Linked DNA regions of Sus scrofa: region 1 is linked to region 2. Evidence: chromatin contacts called from public HiChIP or PLAC-seq data. All regions are on one chromosome and are shown on one strand. The core of a region is the stretch at or near the end of the contact, and the rest is flanking DNA. Distances in the headings are between cores, read along the strand shown. Region 1 overlaps ADAMTS6 (A disintegrin and metalloproteinase with thrombospondin motifs 6). Region 2 overlaps LOC110257245 (a long non-coding RNA gene).

Evidence for each region. HiChIP or PLAC-seq counts read pairs in DNA pulled down with a chosen protein or histone mark.
Region 1: an H3K27ac HiChIP or PLAC-seq map of alveolar macrophages shows a contact between it and region 2. The contact joins two enhancer-like sites. A contact is called at or near these places in 1 of 47 Hi-C or Micro-C datasets (embryonic fibroblasts) and 1 of 2 datasets of contacts at active chromatin or transcription factors (alveolar macrophages).

Annotation. Positions count from the first base shown.
Region 1 is chr16:43,751,599-43,755,340 of Sscrofa11.1, forward strand. All of the region lies in intron 19 of ADAMTS6 (A disintegrin and metalloproteinase with thrombospondin motifs 6), which reads right to left. Among named protein-coding and RNA genes, the nearest start is that of ADAMTS6, 260 kb to the right of the region's middle. Within about 2 kb of position 1,748, at least 5 of the 83 cell types and tissues checked have an H3K27ac peak or open chromatin away from gene starts, as enhancers often do. A contact at or near this core is called in alveolar macrophages, where this site is marked.
Region 2 is chr16:43,616,964-43,620,768 of Sscrofa11.1, forward strand. The region is part of intron 2 of LOC110257245 (a long non-coding RNA gene); the gene reads right to left. Among named protein-coding and RNA genes, the nearest start is that of CWC27, 270 kb to the left of the region's middle. Within about 2 kb of position 2,163, at least 8 of the 83 cell types and tissues checked have an H3K27ac peak or open chromatin away from gene starts, as enhancers often do. A contact at or near this core is called in alveolar macrophages, where this site is marked.

The DNA.
Region 1 (3,742 bases), core at 498-2,997, 130 kb after region 2:
ATACTGCTAAGCAATTAAATCAGAATCTCTGGGGGAGGGCCCAAGCATCAAAATTGTTTAAAGTTCCCCAGGTGATTCTAATGTGCAGTCAAGTCTGAGAATCACTGCATTAGGGAAAGCATTTGAAAAAAATGAAATCTCAGGCTAGTAAAGAAATTCTTGAGCAGGGGTGTATTGTGTTGCTCTACTGAGGGTGCCAACTGATGAAAAAGCTCTGTTCAAGTTAAAGGACCATTTTTATTATAAGAGAAAATGCTACATGAAAAAAAATTCACTCAGATGGAGTTCCTGCTGTGGCTCAGCAGGTTAAGAACCTGACACAGTGTCTGTGAGGATGAAGGTTTGATCCCTGGCCTTGCTCAGCAGGTTAAGGATCCAGAGTTGCTGCAAGCTGCGGTGTAGGTTGCAGATGTGGTTCGGACCTGGCATTGGTGTAGGCCAGCAGGTGAAGCTCCAGCTTGACCCCTAGCCAGGGAACTTCCATATGCTATAGGTGTGGCCATAAAAAGAAAAAAATGTAATAGCAATAAAAAGAATCAATTGGACATTCCACTGTGGCTCTGCAGGTTAAGGACCCAACATAGTCTCCGTGAGGATGTGGGTTTAATTGCACTGGCCTCACTCAGTGGGTTAAGGATCAGGTGTTGCCAGAAGCTGCGGCACAAGGTGCTGATGTGGCCCTGATCCAGTATTGCTGTGGCTGTGGCACAGGCCTGCCGCTGCAGCTCCAATATGACCCATAGCCTGGGAACTTGCATATGCCACAGATGCGGCCATTAACCACCCCCCCAAGACTTCTCAGTTTTGATTTCAGCAAGTTACTTCACGTGAGTTTTATCTGCAAAATGGAAATAACAATAGAAATGCCTATCTTATGATGGTATTGAAAATGAGCAAATGAAACAGGATCCAGAGTTATTTAAAAATGGCATTAAAAAATGTTTCATAAACTGTAAAATTTTACTTGTAATTATATAGCTGAAATAGATACATTTATCATTAAAAAGACTAGTTCAATGTGCTTACAACTAAAATATGGATTATTACCTAAAAGATTTGTCTCTTGTTTTAATAGACATTTACTTTATGAAATCTAAATGTTTAACCCAATATTTTTGAAGTATGGTTTCTGAACCACTGTCACCAGCATCCTGGGAAATTTGATAGAAATGCAAATTTTTGGAGTCTGCCCCAAATTTACCAAATCAGAAACTGGAGGCAGAACCTAGCAATCTTATTTGAACAAGCTCTCCAAGTGATTCTGATTCAGGCTAAAACTTGAAAACCACACATCTAACAAAAAAAAGAGTATATAAAATTAAAATCAAAGGATGAATAAACATTATTATTTAAAACTTAAAAAGTCACAGTGCAAAGGCATATAAGCATGAATTACTACTAAAGAATACTCCTAAAGCTTCATATTTTAAAATAATACAATTCTCACTACCCAGCCAAGCATTATTATTTAACACATTAATCATGAATACAATAGTGGCATATAAATTTGGGAGTCACATTAATTGCAGAGTGTACAATAGTTTGGATAAGGAATAAAGAAACAAAATTCTAGTAGGAGTAACAATGGTTCAGAAAATAGTCAAGTTTTACTTCACTGGGCTCAGGTTTCTTTCAGAGAAAGAGTCACAACTGTATCTTAAAAATCACATTTATCCTGAAGACAACACCCTACAGCATCTCAATGTTCTTATTTAGTCTAAGGAAGTGTGTCATCACTGACTCAGAGAAAAGACCATTTCTTGGACTGAATCACAGCAATGCTTCCTGTAGCCTTAGATTTGTCATTGGGTCTGCTAAGCAACAGAAAAACAGGCTCGAAATTTCTTATCTTAAAAGATCTCATATGAGAAAACTATCCATATTCCCAAACTCAAAGTCCAAAGATACTGCCATTAATAAGACATATACACAATAGCACAGGCAAGAACATTGAGGAGTCTTGTGAGATGGCAACTAAAAGTTCTTTGAGAGCTTTCTTTTCCTCTTTTTCTATTTTAAAAAGTTTTGGTAGCCTCAAGATATCTAGCACCACCTTGGAAAGATGAGAGTGGAGTATCCCAATTAAGAACTCATCATAGTATTCATCCTTAGTTCCCGAGTGAAAACTAAGAAGAAATGATCTTTCCCTAAAGGACTCCTTAACTGTAGCTGAAGTTCCATTTAACATTACTGAGATAACTCTGGCTCTCTCTTTAAGATTCCTGAGTCCTAAGGGATTTGCCTCCTATAGTTAAAGAACTTGGGGTTAAAAGTGGGGGTATGTGTAGGAAGATTAATTCCAATAATTGGTATTAGTACTCTATATCCTAGGGAATATGTTGAAGTAAAGTATTCAAAGTAAAGAACACAAAAGAGAGGAACTTGATTTCACTAGCTATGCTAATCAAAATTACATTGTCTTTCCTTGGTAATCACTTTGCTCCACCTAATAAGAAAAGCAGCGATTCTAAACTCTCATCTTCCTCCCTGGAAAGAATAACACAAATATATAATTGCCAAAATGAGTAATTCTTTTTTCTCATTCACTTATCTGTAAACATTTATTGAGTTCCTATATATTCCAGACATTTTTCTAGGTGCAAAATGAGTCTAGAGAGATACATAAACTTCAGTGATGACGACATGGATTCTACGTGTCTAGAGCTAGGTTTAAGTTTCTCTCTCAATCAGGACCAGTGGTACTCAAAACTTGAGCGAGCATCAGAGTCACTTGGACAGCTTGTTAAAACACAGATTTCAGGGCCCTACCCAGAGAGATTCTGCTCAGTAGGTTTGAGATAGGACCCCAAAGTAAGCATTTCTAATAAATTCTCAGGTGACACTGATGCTGCTGGTCCAGGGACCACACTTTGAGAACCACTTACCAAGAAATGACAGCTCATCACACTATGCCTGCTCACTTTCAAACACTGTACATCTCTCTTCCAAATATCTAGGATCAATAGCTCCAGAAGAGAAGAAAGAAGTACAAATAACAAAGAGAAAATTCTCTTTCCAGGAGCTTTCCTCCCTCCCTGTTTTTCTTTTGTTTTATCCCCTAGCATAAGAAATCAGTCCTCTAATGTGGTTTCTCAATACAAGTGTTATAGAAAAGAATAATACACTCAGATATTTCATATTTCTTTACTTTAATAAAGTCATAGCTTTTCTTCTAAATTCAGTTCTTTTGGACTCCCCCCTCTCCTTTTGTTGAACTACCTCCTTTCCGAACAAAAAAATCACAGAGTTAGAAAGAACATTAAGGATTCACTTAATCCCTCCTTGGCCTCAGACAAGACTGTATCTAAACCATCCCCAAATATAGCAATTTTCAGTACAAAGATGAACAGGCACTAAGAATTTCCCATTCAACATTCCATCACAAACTTAAAGATAGTAATATACTTTTCTTCAGTCTTCTCTTCTCCAAGCTAATCAACCTCGACATTTAGAGTCTCTTCATTATATTTCCTAAACTTTAAATTATTTTGCCTCTTTTTAAATAACCTTATCCCACCTACCTCAGGGCCTGAATTATGTATTTACTATTATCATGAAGACTTGTTTTTGTTATGTGAAAAGGGGAAAGTTAATTTATAGATTAAATAAAAAGGAATTTAATTGGAACAAAGAAAGAAATGTATATATAAATAAATGCCACAATAATGTAACTTAATGGCATTCACTTGAACAATTAATTTCAAATATCCTTTATCTTATTAAAAGAAATAGTAATGCTTTA
Region 2 (3,805 bases), core at 913-3,412:
TTGACGTTTACAGGAGGCCTAATTAGTACCTGTGTTCACTAACCAAATGAAGTCTGAAGAGGATTTTTTGCTTTTATGAAAAAAAGTGAAAAGCCAAAATCCTGTTCAGTGTTCGTTTGCAGTGATCATATATATAGAGGCAGCACCCACTCCAGGCAGTGAGAGTGGCACCGCACAGCTCCTTCCCTGGGAGCTACCCTCAGCATCTTAGCTGCTGCTGCTATGAGCTGTGTCTGTGAACCTCTGTGCTTTATTTTATTTTGTGTATCCTTTGCAAGATGTTTCCTCAGGGCATTGCTTCTTCACTTTTCACCATTTTAGCTATGAAATGTTTCTTAGGAAAGCTCTACTTTCAGTCAGTGAGAGAAACCTGTATATTTAAATCACCTCCAAAGTCTTTGCACATTTACCATGAGCTAAAGGAATTTAATTATAACATTTATTAAACAATGTACCTTGTACTATGATAATCACTTTCTGTCTACTTTCTTATTTAATCATCCCAAGATCCTTATGAAGCAGCTGGTATTATTTTACAGATAAAAAATTGAGAACTTGTTCATTTCCAGCAAATACAAAGGAGTCATAAATATAAAGAAATAGATACAGGCACCTGAGATCTTGTTAGTTTCCAAAAAGCACAAAAGCCATAAATGTCAAAAATAGATACAGTGCTTAGTGCCAAAATGTGCTTCAGTGGTTGAACTAGAACTCTTTGAGTTGAAAATATGTTTACATTCACATTTTATTTAAATTTATTTTTTAACTGAAAAGAGAGTCATCTGGGACTAATTTAAGTTCTTCAAGACCTAATGGTCTTGATAAGTCCATTTATCACGTTGTTTTATGGAATAATTCAGATAAGCATGTTTGGCAAGCGCTAATTATCACACAGAGTACCAAAAACTGATAAAGCCTGGCCTACACAGACTTGACTAGACAGAGCACAGGAGAGCTGTTTTCCAGTTTGGTTGTAAACTCTTGTTCTGTGGAGTCAAAAATAACATGGCTATGCTGCACAGACCATAGGATGGACAGCCCAGCTCTGACCTGTGAATGCGTCCATACAGTTCCAAAGAAAATGAAACGGACTTAACCTTCCTATCTTGGGATTTTAGAGACATTGTGAATTGCCTGCAAAGCCAAATTACTATATATTTCAGTCATATGGCGCAATAGTTACCACTTATTTCCACCTCTACTTATAAGATAAAGTGAAGAACAAAATGGGTTTCAGTTTGTCTCTTAATAAATATCAATCATGCAGAAATGAAAAATTCATCAAAGATTCATAGTTTCTATTTGTTTTTTTTTTTTAAATAAGATTTCCTCTCCCCACAAAACCACAAAACAAATTTTCCCTTCTTTATACTTGTTGAAAGAGAATTAAATTCTCAAGTGGAAATTTTGTTTTCTTCTAATTCCTGACAAACTGTGTCCTACACCTGAACCACAAGGTAGGAAAGCAGCTGAGTCATTTAAAGAAGCATTTTGTTCTCGATCCTGCCATTCAGTATCACGGGGTGTGATGAAAACTGGAACAAATATGGAAATCACAGGAGTGCCAGAACATTACATTTAAAAAATGGAATTATTTGAGTCAATCTGGAATGTCTGGTTCTTTTAGTTTAGGCCTCATGGGTAGCATTGTGCTTCAAAAACAACTTGAACTGGCTACCAGGATTCCAGAAGGGTAACATAATCTTGTACCTTTGTGGAAAGATGCTTATCTTTGTCTCCTGTTAGCAGGAGGAGGCTGGCTTCTTCCACCTTTTCAAGTTTCCAAGTGAAAATTATTCAAATAAATTCCAAACCTGAACAGAATTTGGAAAAGAGTGGGAAGAGGTAATTTCTCCAATCTTTTCAGTGTGTCTTTATTTGAAATAAATGCCCAGCATAAATCAAATCCTCTACAGCTAGGCGCTTGGGGAAGGTTCATCCTTACCACTTCCCTTAAGTGATTTGGCAAGTAGAGAAAAGGTCTCAGAGCTAGTAATCCCGAATACAAGACTCAGACCGGCCAAGGAGACAGAGACACTTAATGAAGACTCAGGAGATGGCAGCAGCTCCACTCTCCTTCTGGAAAATGCAGCCTAGAACCTGGGACCTCCACCCCCCAGAGGGATACTGCTGCCTCTGCAAAGGCCTCCACTGAGGGCTGTGTACACAGGGCAGGTCTCTTCTCCCCTGTCACTAGTGCACAATGTTGAAGGGGTGTTGTCAGACCTCAGAAAGGGGTTGGGGAAAACCAAAGGGAATTACAACATACAAAGGAAGGAATTTTAAGCTGTGTCATCCAACAAAGGGAAAAAAAATCTTCACCAAGTTAAGGGACACACCCAAACTCCTAACCTTGTTGACTTGTGGTCATAGAGTGGTGATAGATCCCCAGGCACATTTGGGACTCTGGAGCTTCTGCCCATGCAGGCTGCTTTAACTCCATCATTTTTTCTCTTCTCCCTGCAGTCCCCATGTCCATGCCTGGCCCATCCTGTCTAGAAGACTCTAATTTTAGACTCCAGCAGGACAATCCACAGTGCTTCAAGAGACTTGAGGGTCCAGTTCCCTAGAACTTGCAGGCTTCACCTTTGGTCTAGGTTGCAGAAATGCCTCTGAATTCTTCCACTTGGAAAGCCCAGCATGCGCACATACAGGCATTCCCCTGCCATACCATTATCGCAACAAAGAAACGGAACGTTGATACAATAACATCGTCTAATGCAGTGCTTCTCAATCTGTAATGTGCTTATAAACCATTGGGCTGGGGGTTGAAACTGCATTTCTGAGAAGCTTCCAGGTTCTGCTGCCATAAGTGGTCAGCTGCCCACACTCTAAATAGCAGGGAGCTAATTAATATACAATCCATACTCAACTTTCTTCAATTGTTGTAAAACATATTTTGACAATTCTTTTTTCCCTGATTCAGGATCTAGTCAGGAACTATACATTACATTTGGCTGCCATGTCCCTTTAGACAGAGGATGTGAGCTTTTTATTGGCTGCTTACTTAGTTATACAAAGACCCAGTGCAAGTGTTGACATTTCCCCTTGTGAGATCCCCCGTGATATTCTTGGACAGGGACCACCCTCCTCACACTCTCAGGAAGGGAGAGGCAGAGGCGAGCCATGTCTTGTCCAGTTGCCTACGGAAGGGATCACCCAGAGAAGACACTGTAATGGTTAGGCCCATTGTGGTCTTTTTTACGCAAACCACATACAATGACCTGGATTTTCAGAGGCAAGTACAGGGATATGGCGCCTACCTCAGAATAGCGGCAAAACATTCAAACATTGCTGCAAAGGAGTTTTATTGTCCTTGCTTCTAGCCTTGACGATCTTATCATGGGAAAAGAATCTAAAAAAGAATGGATATATGGGAGTTCCCATCGTGGCACAGTGGAAACGAATCCGACTAGGAACCATGAGGTAACAGGTTTGATCCCTGGCCTCACTCAGTGGGCTCAGGATCCGGCGTTGCCGTGAGCTGTGCTGTAGGTCGCAGACACCGCTCAGATCTGGCATTGCTGTGGCTGTGGCGTAGGCTGGCAGCTGTAGCTCCAATTAGACCCCTAGCCTAGGAACCTCCATATTCTGAGGGTGCAGTCCTAAAAAACAAAAACAAAGAAACAAAAAAGAATGGATATATGTATATGTATAACTGATTCACTTTGCTGTACACCTGAAACTAACACAACATTGTAAGTCAACTATACTCTAATAAAATTTTTAAAAAATTTTAAATATCTTATCCACCCTCTCCAGAGAAATTAGAGTCCAATGCTACATACAAGCATGGTGACACTCA